Regions from separate parts of the Zea mays genome. Here region 2 is linked to region 1. Evidence: chromatin contacts called from public Hi-C data. All regions are on one chromosome and are shown on one strand. Each heading gives the region's core, a stretch centred on a gene start, on an enhancer-like site or on the middle of the called end of the contact. The rest is flanking DNA. Distances are from core to core; before and after follow the strand shown.

Region 1 (5,460 bases), core at 1,049-3,548:
TCATACAAGTGTGGAGGGGAGAAGTGGAAGGAGAGCGCTCACATTCACAAGAGAGCTCACATCCGATCGTTTTGGTGGAGTGGGATCATTCCAAATATTTGCTATATATAGAATCTAGAGTCGTTTTACTCCTCTTCCGTTAGAAACCAAACATCTAGAAAACAGAAATGGAGCCGCTCTAATCCCCTCGCTCCTTAACCAAACACACCCTAAGAACGCCAATAAGAACGTGAGTGATTTATAGCGATAGAGGGGAATAATCATATATGTGTGCGACGCACAAGGGTTGAGAACCGTGCTTTAAAGAGTAGAGATAAAATATGATAATTATGATTGATCATAACTTTTAAGTGCATCTATGGTTCAGAAGTAAATTGAGGAGCACCATATTTTTAACCAAAATTTGGCAAAACTAAAATAATCGTTAACTTGTAATTGTAATTAATTTGTTTTATCGCTAATAATCTCAATGTATTACTATGATAATTTTTAACCTTTAGCTTAGTTTTTTAGAAGTGCTAATAATAGTTATAGATATCATAGACGATGAAAGAAAAATGTTGTTTAGACAAAATTACGCCAATTTTTTGAACTGCCTTTGGTTGATGACCGAATTTTGGTCTTGCCAATAAAATTTTAGCCACGCCAATACAAACTCACGCCAATTTTTGGCCAAAGTCAAGGTAGGCAAATCGGCTGCCAAAGTTTAGTTTGGCCATATTGAATTTTTACCACAAACTAAACGTTTAAACTTGAGTCCAATTTTGGTTTAGCCTAAGTTTGACCAACTAGCTAGTTTTGGTCAGACATTTTTGTCCACAACCAAACGGACCCATGGAGCCGGGTACGAGGCCAGACGCCGGGTCGGCCCATTCCCATCTCAAGACCCGTGGCCGTGGATGGAGCGGCGACATGACGGGCGTGATGCGGACGGACCGGCAACCCATCCCTACCGGCTCTGAGGTGATCGGGCATCCGCTTATCTGCCACGACCACTCGACCAAGGAGCAGCAAAAGCAAGGACGGCAGCGCGTGTCGTTCGTCCACGCCGCTGCCTGTGCCTGACGAAGCAAATGGCCGGAGCCCCGACCCGATGCAACGAACGGTCTGGTCGACGACTGGACCTGCGCGGTAGGAGTAGGATGGGATAGGCTAGGGGAGCTGTCGTAGCTGCTGTAGCTCATGCAAGGCTAGGCAGGGTTCGCTCTCACAAAGTCACAACACTTGCGAGAGGAGATGGGCTGCCTGCCACTGATGATCAGGTAAGGTTCGCCGTCGTCGCTCCGTTCAAGAAAACAGGCACTTGGACTTGGTGTGGCATTGCACGCAACTCTCCCGGCCCATGACCATTCTGTTCTAGGATGTCCAGTCCAGTCGAGAAGAAATAGGCACAAGTTCTGCCGCAGAACAGGAACAGCAACTCCCCGTTGCGAAACAGATGTGTACTACTCCCTGCATATCAAGATCACATCGGCTGCGAACTTGAGCAGCCAAAGAACCCTAATCTTATTTTTGTCCTATTCTCATGTGAGCTAGGAGGAGCACGCATGCAAGATGCCTGCTGGCCGTTTGCTGAGTGACAGACAGAGAGAGAGAGGGAGAACCGGAGAAGGGACAGGGAATCAAACACAAACAAACAGCAGTCCGGTGGTCGTCCTCTCTGATCTGATGAAGCCTGGCCTGAACAGCTAGCGGCCAGGCCGTGCGTCGCCGTCCTGCTCCTGCAGTTGCAGGCCAGAGGCCCAGAGCCCCCACCCGCAGCAACCGCGAATCGCTCTGCAGATGCCACACCCACACCGCACTGCTCCTCTCTCTTTGACCGGCGAGGAGGTGGACGAGTATTCACAAGAGACAAGAAGACAACGAACGCATCGAAGCGGCGGAGCGGCCAGCGGAAATGCGCAACACCGCACCTCTCGCGCTACTGCACTGATCCACCACGCCACGCACTGGCTCTGGCTGCCACAGGGGCACAGTGCCAGTGGTGGCCACCGGCAGCAACGGCGAGGAGCAACCCCCGTGAGGAGACAAAGCTGCGGCCTTTGCCCCTGCCGCCGCCTTGTCCGTTTCCCCGGAATAGAAGTATCAAACCCCTGTTCAAACCCTCCCTCCCCTGCCAGACTGCCACCTGCCATGCCACCAGGGTCAGGGTGCGGGGTTGCCCCCTCCTCTGCCTCTCTTCCTGCGAGCGAGAGCCGACAGCCGAGAGCGTTCCTTCTCGGCCCCGCAAGACGGCAAGACCGCTACCTACTGCTACAGTGCTGCTCCATCACACACACACACACACCCGTCTCCGCCTCTTGTCTTCTTCCTCACCCTTCCTCCCGCCTCCCCTACAAATTGCCTCGCCTGTCCGTCCATCCCTGTCGCCAGCCCACTCCTTGCACAGTTGCACTTGCCACCGTATCGACCAACAACTGGTACGTACGAGCGACCTTGGCTAGCAACAACCGGGAGAGGAGAGGAGAGGAGGGATGGTTCGCTCTTCCGCTGCCACGGAGGTGGGCCAGGTGCCGGACGGGAGGCCGCTGCCGGCTCCCGTGGCCACCGGCGGCGGCGGCGGCGGTACCGGCACGGGAGGCGGGCGGGAGCCGGAGGGCCTGCCGTGCCCGCGCTGCGAGTCCGCCAACACCAAGTTCTGCTACTACAACAACTACAACCTGTCCCAGCCGCGCTACTTCTGCCGGGCCTGCCGCCGCTACTGGACGCGCGGGGGAGCGCTCCGCAACGTCCCCGTCGGCGGCGGCACGCGCAAGGCCACGCCCGCCGGCCGCCGCAAGCGCGCCGGCCCGGCGCCCGCAACCGCGGCGCCGCCTGCGCCTCCGCCTCCGAGCGCGCTCCACGGCTCGCTGCTGCGCCCGTACGGTGGGCTGTCCTTCGCCGCGCCGGCCCTGGCGTCGCCGCTCGCCGCCGTGGACCCGGACCGCCGGCTGCTGGACCTCGGCGGCAGCTTCACGTCGCTGATCGCGCCAGGGGCCGACGTCGGCGTCCACTTCTCCGCCGAGTTCCTCGTGGGCGGACTCGCGCCGGCGGCCCTGCCTCGCGCGACCGCCTCTGTCCCTGCTCTGCCGCCACCGCCACCGCAGCAGCATCAGCAGCCGACGACGGTGTCCCAGGCGTTGCCGGAAGGCCTGTTCTGGAGCATGGGGTGGCCGGACCTGTCCATCTAAGAGCTCCATGCCTCCGCCGGTGTCCCAGGCGCGCTCGGTGCATCGTCCGTCACCGGTGCCCGGCTAATGACTGCTGCGTGCGGGTGCATCATCGCTAATCTAGCTTTTTCTCTTTCTCTCTTTTAGCTGTTTGAATTAACAGTAGACTGTAGTGCTGCATCCAGGTGATCTTTTTGAGGGGGGCAAGTTGTTTAGTCATCATGAAACTTTTCCAGTCAGGAAGGAACTGTGAGAGAGTGATCTGATCTGCTGAGGATGTCATGAAAAACTCTGCATGCTCGGTTGCCTTGCCTGCATGAGGACCTGTGCTGCAGTGCGTGAGCAATTGAGCTTGACCAACCGATACCATCAGCAGATTGTTTTTTGGGGGGTCGAAAACGTTGAGCTGATTGGTGCTGTGCTGTTTTCTGTGATTTTCCTTTCGCGTGATCTTCTTCGGTGCCGTTTGTCTTTTCTTGTCTTGGTGTGTCGATGCTGGATTCGTTTTTATTCTAACCTAACAAGATCAAAATCTAGCTGATGATACTCGGTACGTGCATCCGGAACCTGCGCCGGTAAAGCCGTCTCCTTTTGTTGTGTTGCACCTGTTTGTTCAGAACATTCTGTTTTTTTGAACAGGAGGTATAACCTGATCCTGACACTTTGGGATTCACATATCGGGAGACTGGCTCGAATTTTGTTTTTCTAGAGTATCTTCATAGCTTACTTATGCTTGTCTATCGTTTCAAACGCCATTTTGTAATGAACTTAGTAATTAGAATTAGACGGGGCTGAGTTGGTTTAAATCCTAAATAAGTTATATTTAACATTTTTCCAATCTCATTCAATCCATATGATAGAAATAACCAAAAAAGACCTTAATATGTTGGATTCATGTGGGCTTGGCCCAAATTAATATTCAATAATATTTAATGCTAATGACCCATTTTAATGTTATGGTGTACTAATAATTTAGTACCATACTCGAAGTAAGAACAAATCAATCAACTTAAATACATGGACCATCGGTGATATTAAGAAGTTGAGAAAAGTACGAAGGACGGTGATATTAAGAAGTTGAGAAAAGTATGAAGGACATTAAGAAGGTGAGAAAAGTATGAAGGACTGTCGTGCCCCGCCGGTAGGGCTAGGCCGTGCCTGTGGTAGATCGGACCTTGGTCTGAATATTTCTTCGCAACAATTCCGCATTTTGACTGCAGTGATGACCGTCCGCTTCATGTCTTATGGCTAGTAACGGGCGGGCTGAAATGGCTGTCAGTTTCTAGCTCTTATGGCGACCGTTACTTTCCGTTCCCCTCCCTCTGCGCGTGTATAAATATAAAGGATGTTGACGCTCTTCTGGCGACGTGAACAACCTCTTAGACGCGTTGTATTCAGTCCATTCCCGTCCCACCATCTGCGAGCATAGAGCGAGTGGGTGAGCAGGCCTCTGAAATCGCCGTCCGCAGAGGTACACTTGCACGAGTGTGCGGACGATCAGATTTTTGGGGAGCGTACTCGCGATTGCTTGCTTTTTCTGCTTGACCAACGCTGATCTGGTTCATCGTCGACGTTGTTCAAGGAAATACACTACGTACATATGCCTGCATCGACTTTGTACGACTACATCGAACATATACATGTGATGTCTCGTAAATGGAGTCACTAATGCCTTGAAAATCGGTACTTCCGCAGGGTACACTCTGTTCTTTGCATTTGTGCATGTTTTATAGTTGTTTACTGTTTATGTGAGTAGTGATGCACACATGCACATACATGTCATCACATATAGGGATGAAAACAGATGGAAAAACCACTCTCTCGTTTCTGTATCCGTATTTTATCTTCGGAAACGAGATCGGGTACGGAATAGTCGGGAACGAAAACGGAGCGGGATAAACGGAATTGCAAAAACGAACGTAAACAAAAATACTAACGGAAACTCATAATTTAATACAAATAGGAATGGTATTGATGTTTGACTTGTGATTGATTGACAGGACAATAACATAAAACAAATAGATATAGAGAGACAACATTCTATTGTTGTTTGGTTGCTAATAGTGTACATTTAGTTACATCCGATGTTGTTTAAGACTTTAGACCACTTGTCATTGAAAAGAGCTGATGGTTACAATGGTCATTTATGTTGTAATTTGTCACCTAAAGACACGAGACTTTAGTTTATATACTAATGCATATTAGGCTCATCCTATATTTATCAAATACGGAATAAATACGGGTTCAATCCGGAAAAAAACGGGATCCCGCAAAAACGGACGGAATAAACCCTCTCCTGTTTCCGTCCCGT
Region 2 (5,460 bases), core at 1,047-3,546, 210 kb before region 1:
GGCTGGGCAAAAAACCCGAAACCCGAACCCGAACCCGAAATACCCGAAACCCGAATTTTGTTTGAGAATTTCGGGTAGCAACTTGCAAAACCCGAATTTAGTTCGGGTTATTCGGGTATCACAATCGGGTACCCGAATTACCCGAACTTTCATGTGTCATGTACTCATGTCATGCTTAATTATTAATTTGTACATTTATAATTATGTGTATGTGTGCATAACTTGTGATTGTAGATTGCTTGTGTTTTATATGTCCATGTATATCATTATTCAAACTATATTTTTATACTAATTTAATAGGGTGTATGTGTTTTTATGAAGCCGACACAATAGTTCGGATAGTTCGGGAATACCCGAACCCGAACCCAAAATTTCGGGTACCCGAATTTTCGGTATTGTAAAACCCGTTGTAATTTCGGGTATCGATTCTTAAAACCCGAAATTTTGAAAACCTGAATTACCCGACCCGAAATTTTTGGGTAACCCGAACGCCCACTACCGCCTATAAGCCCGAGAGCTTGAGAAAAGCTGAAGGGGGCATCAAAAGTACCATGCTGAAGTACCGCTGAAGCAAACTTTCCTTGACTAACCCACGTGTCCCGTAGTAATAAAGCAAGTTTGATAATACCTGGTACATGAGATTCTGAGGTTAACACTCTAAAATACTGTACAATGAAATGAATAGTTGGCAGAAGGACATAAAGCATATGAAATAACTGAAGTAAAGTCGCTGGTTATAACCTTATTATACAGCCACTCGCTCCAGGAGGGGGCTTTGCATACAGGTGAAACCAACATGAGGCCAAGAACCCTCTCCCGATACTTAGTCTGTGATGGTGCGTGTACATAACATTCTTAGCAAGCACTCAACGGAAGAACGATCGAGAAGGTAGTCATCTCATGGTCACACTTACTGCAAAGAGGGTGAGAACATAGGCACCAGCAGTGACACCCAAGCACATGACAGACCCTAAACTGCAGGGAAGAAACCAAGGTTACAACATCAGGAGAGGGTACCTCTATACGAAACCAAAGCAGTAATACTGAATCCAGCAAATGTCTTGATATGCTACCTGAAAAAATCGAGGACATCAGCAACCTGATCTGCAAGGTCGTCGACAGATGGCACAGGCACATCAGCTGAAATCGGAGCTGCTCCCAACTGCAATACTTAACATACACAACCATGTAAGAACTAAGAACCTGACCTAACATGAAAAGAATGGTTAGTGGTTGGCTGCCTGAATTAATCAATGCAACAATGGAGAGAAAAAAAAAGACAGCATAAGTGACCTCGTGTCCTTGAGGTGTGATGTGGTACACGCAGAAACTGTGAAGCAACAGGGACGCAGCCTCCGGACAGAAGAACAATCCTTGGAAGCAAGACATGTCTAGCACACAGGAAGAATTTGCCCAATGTTAAGTTCCTGTGTCTTCTATGGCAGAGCTTGCTGCCTTTACCAAGAAAAAAATAAAATTCTAGAGGCAACAAAGGCACTCACGATTTAAGGCTACATCCGGATAAGTTACGAGCGCGGGCTTGTCCTCGTCTCCATACACAGAAACCGAAAGAGAGCCATGCCTCGTTCTTACTCTATGCTCCTGAGGAAACACAGGTCACATGCACATGTTTAGGGTGATCAGAACTCCGTACCATACACAGGAACAATACAACCAGACATGTTCCGATTTGCTGTATTGCTACATTTAATTCCTCATCAGTTGACCAGACAATTTACCCCCTTAATTTGCTAGTGATAATAACCAAACACCACAAAGGAGCACTGCCGCATAAACAGGGCAGCAGTTGCATTAGCTAAATTTAAAGCAATGACACAAAACAAGGGAAGGACAGAAAAAAAACGATTACTCGATAGCTAATCCTCTCGTCCCAATTTACAAGCATTGCCGCTAATAATAGATAACAGGGGGAAAAGAGACAGAAATTTCTAATGACAAATTCCCCTACGGCCCTACCGAACCTGCCGAGAAAGAGCAAGCACAAACCCCATGGGGATGAACCACTCAAACCCTCCCCGCGCGAATGCACCCAGCCTAAACGGAAACGGGAGAAAAACAAGATGTGGCGGAAGGAGGCCGCGCACGGACCTTGCCGCCGAAGAAGATCCGCTCGACGTCGACCGACACGGAGCCGCTGGAGTCCCCCATGGCGGTGGCCTTCCTTAACCCTCTACAAGCTCCTCCTCGCCCTCCTGCCTCCTGTCGCGTGCTCTCTCTCTCTCTCTCCCTCTCCTCCGCCGCTGGCCTGGCTTGTCTTGTCTTGTCTTTCGCTGGCTCCGCCCCTGAACTCCTCGCGTACATTGCGTGCGCGTGTATATATACGCGGAGGCGGAGCGGCACAGAAGCACACCCACCACCAGGCCCCTACTACCCCCCACCGACGGCGCGGCGGTCAGCTCACCTCCCACGATGACCCACCCAACGGCGTCAGTTTATTCCAGCTTAACACATGTGGAGCCCAGCATGCAAAAAAAAGATTAAATTTGCCCACATATAGAGAGAGCGCAGTGCACACGCTGGGAGGGAGGAGCGCACGTGGCCCTCTGCTGGGGGCGCGGCCAGCAGGGCGTGGCTGCGGGCGGCGGTGGGCTACAGAGCCTCAGCCTACTAGGGCGCAGCCGTCACCCGTCAGGGCACGGCCTGCTGAGGGCGGACCGGCGGAGGCGCGAAGGCCGGAGCGCTACCATCGTCCAACGGGGCGCAGGGCCAGGACTCCGCCGCCGGGGCCCGGGGTCGCGGGCCGGGAGGGCCGCCGCCGTTGGGTCATGGGGCTCCTGGGACGCAGTACTAGGACACGGGGCGCGAACTGCCGCGGCCGCCGGGGCGTTAGGGCGAACGTGGTCGTTGCAACTCGCTGCCTCAGGCCGGGGCGCAGCGGCGCAGGCACCGTCGCGCTGTCGCGCAGCTGCCGTCGGGGACGAACCGCCGTGCCCGTGCGGCTGATGCGCGGGCTCGCGTGCCCGTGGCTGCGAGCGTGGCAATTGCCGGTGCGTGATACCGCGGCTGCGGTGGCGCGGGCGTGCGGATGCTGCCGCCGGATGCCCCTGGCATGCGCGTTCTACGGAAGAAGATGAGGAAGGAACAATCCTCTCACGAGAAAAAAGGATGAAAAAAATAGAAGGAAACGAAATCAAAGAGCATTATGGTCATTATATTTGTTTGGCGTCTGTCTAACGTGATTACGTCAAGCTCTTTTGTCAAATGGAATCGTAAGAATATCTCAAATTTAATGAAAAAAACTGCTTGTGAAATTTTTAAAAACAGTTTGCGCCTCTTTGCTCGGCACCTTGGAAGACAGCCCACAACTCGGACGAGGTCGCTCGCTAGGGGCACCCCGCGTTTGCCCCTCGTAAAAGGCATTCACACTTTACAGTCACCAACTCGCCATGATAGCCGTGGGCCCGTGGGGTAGTCTTTTTTTTTGGGTGTGGAGGAAAGCAGTAAGCTTCCAAAAAAATGTGACGTCACATGAAATCTTAGATATAGTAGCCAGGAAGTGAGGATTCTAAAAAATGTGTTGTAAGGCATTGTTTGGTGGTGGAGTCTAGTTGAATGGAACGATTCTGTTTCAGTTTTTTAGAACGAAATAACTCTCTTTCATGTTTGATTCGTGTTTGAAAGATAGAATGGTTCTATTCCATGAGCAAAAAAGTTTGATAATTGTTGAGGAGAGGTAGGATTCAGCATATTAGAGGAATATTCTACTTTTGAATCTGCTCTATTTCAATATTCTCTAAACCAAACACTAGTAAAGGTAGAATAGAGCCACCACCTCGCTCGAACGGCCATCAGGTTTTTGATTGGCCGTATTTATGGGGAAAAAACTGTGTACTACCTTTAAACTCTTTTCATATTTTAGGGCATGTACAATGATGATTAATGCATAAGTTCTTGAGGTGTCTAAATGAGTATTTGCAAAAAAAAAATCGTGTAGTCATTCTGGTTCGTAACCCAAGTAGCAACATACGTCTCATCTCTCATTGTACGAATTCGTCGTTTGTTCTATCAATCCGATGTTGTATAAACACTTTTACTTATGTATTTATTAATAGACTACATGTATAAACACGCTTCATTATATAATAGAGTCTTTTTGTTGTCACTTATACTTGGAGAACCGTTTTGATGTCTCCACTATATATGCCCTTACCCAGTAACACATTTCAGGACATGTGGCCATTTATTATGAATAACAAAGAATATGTGTAGTGTGTGCTATTAGTTTCCAATTTGTTATTTTAAAAATAGTACTAGGTCATGATACTTGAACGATTTGTTATTTATCGTTAGCATAAGTTAACTATGACAACAAAGAAATGACAGGGTAGAAGGCAATATCAGGAGCCATGTCCCTTCATGATCCAAGTTTTTTTACTAAACCACACGAGATTAAAGATCATTTAGTGTATGTTATGTATTTTGTCAACCAGAACATGAAAACAAGCAGGAGATATGTGGTATTAGTGAAATAATCATCACGACCATGGTGACAGTTATGAATATCCTCTAAGGTTATGTATAACCTAGATACTACGTTACGATTCTTTAAGTACTAGATACACTAAAAATATGTTCATACAAGTCAATGTATTTAAGTCTTGTATCGTATTCACTAGAACTACCCAAGACACGACTCATTTATATGAGTTATACGGGTGAAACTGTATCTTAGACTTAGAGAACTATAATAAAGATGTTCTTTCACCAAGATATATCTTTTGTTTTTTCGACATACCCCTTAAAATACTCTTAAGATATAAGTCATTTATGTGGATCGTACATGCCCTAATATCGGTGCCGACAACATGCTTTTATTGTGATCGTTACCAAAAATGTGTGTTTACATTGCATTCCATACTTCGTCAGCAACATATTTCAGAAAATTTAGAGATTCTTTATAAACAATCATTTCAAGAATGATCTGGTTTAATTAAAAAAATAGTGTCATGTTGTCAAATTTGAAATAAAACCCCACAACGAAGCTCAAACCAGAGAAACAATATCCGCGTAGTCCACCTGTCCATAAAGAACGCAGTTCTCATATTTCGATGATAAATTAGCGAACAACTAAGGTGCCATTTGGTTTCCAAAATGTAACGTAAATGGTAACGGTAATGGTTTGCATTCGATTACCAACGGTAACAGGTTTGAATAGGCTGGAATCAATTTGTAGTGTGATATCCGATTACGATTGGACTTAAACAAACATGATTTAACGTTATTTGTTACCTATTACATTCCCCTTTTGTTGGTCGAACTTAGGCAAATGAATATCCATGAACTGTACAAAATATCTATTTGGAGTAACATGTGTTGACATTATTTTTTATAATTTAGGTAAATTGAAGATAGTCTAACTTTATACAGACCTATGATTACATCGTTTTAGGAACATATGTACTCGTAATGAAGAAAAAAAATACAGTATGTGCCTTTTTT

What was found. A called contact is a pair of places that touch in the nucleus more often than the background predicts.
Region 2: a contact with region 1 is called in a Hi-C map of tassel, with 2.0 times the contacts expected there. The contact joins the promoter of LOC100193284 here to the promoter of LOC107325937 in region 1. A contact is called at or near these places in 2 of 25 Hi-C or Micro-C datasets (leaf and tassel).

The regions. Positions count from the first base shown.
Region 1 is chr3:6,255,008-6,260,467 of Zm-B73-REFERENCE-NAM-5.0, reverse strand. LOC107325937 (Dof zinc finger protein DOF1.6) reads left to right here and starts at 2,298. Exons shown (of 1, transcript NM_001320908.1): 1 at 2,298-3,543. The coding sequence starts at 2,475. The coding sequence ends at 3,170.
Region 2 is chr3:6,464,719-6,470,178 of Zm-B73-REFERENCE-NAM-5.0, reverse strand. It overlaps LOC100193284, which reads right to left and starts at 2,296. Exons shown (of 11, transcript NM_001138427.1): 1 at 2,110-2,296; 2 at 1,503-1,602; 3 at 1,294-1,391; 4 at 1,074-1,162; 5 at 915-975; 6 at 742-828; 7 at 551-628. The coding sequence starts at 2,169.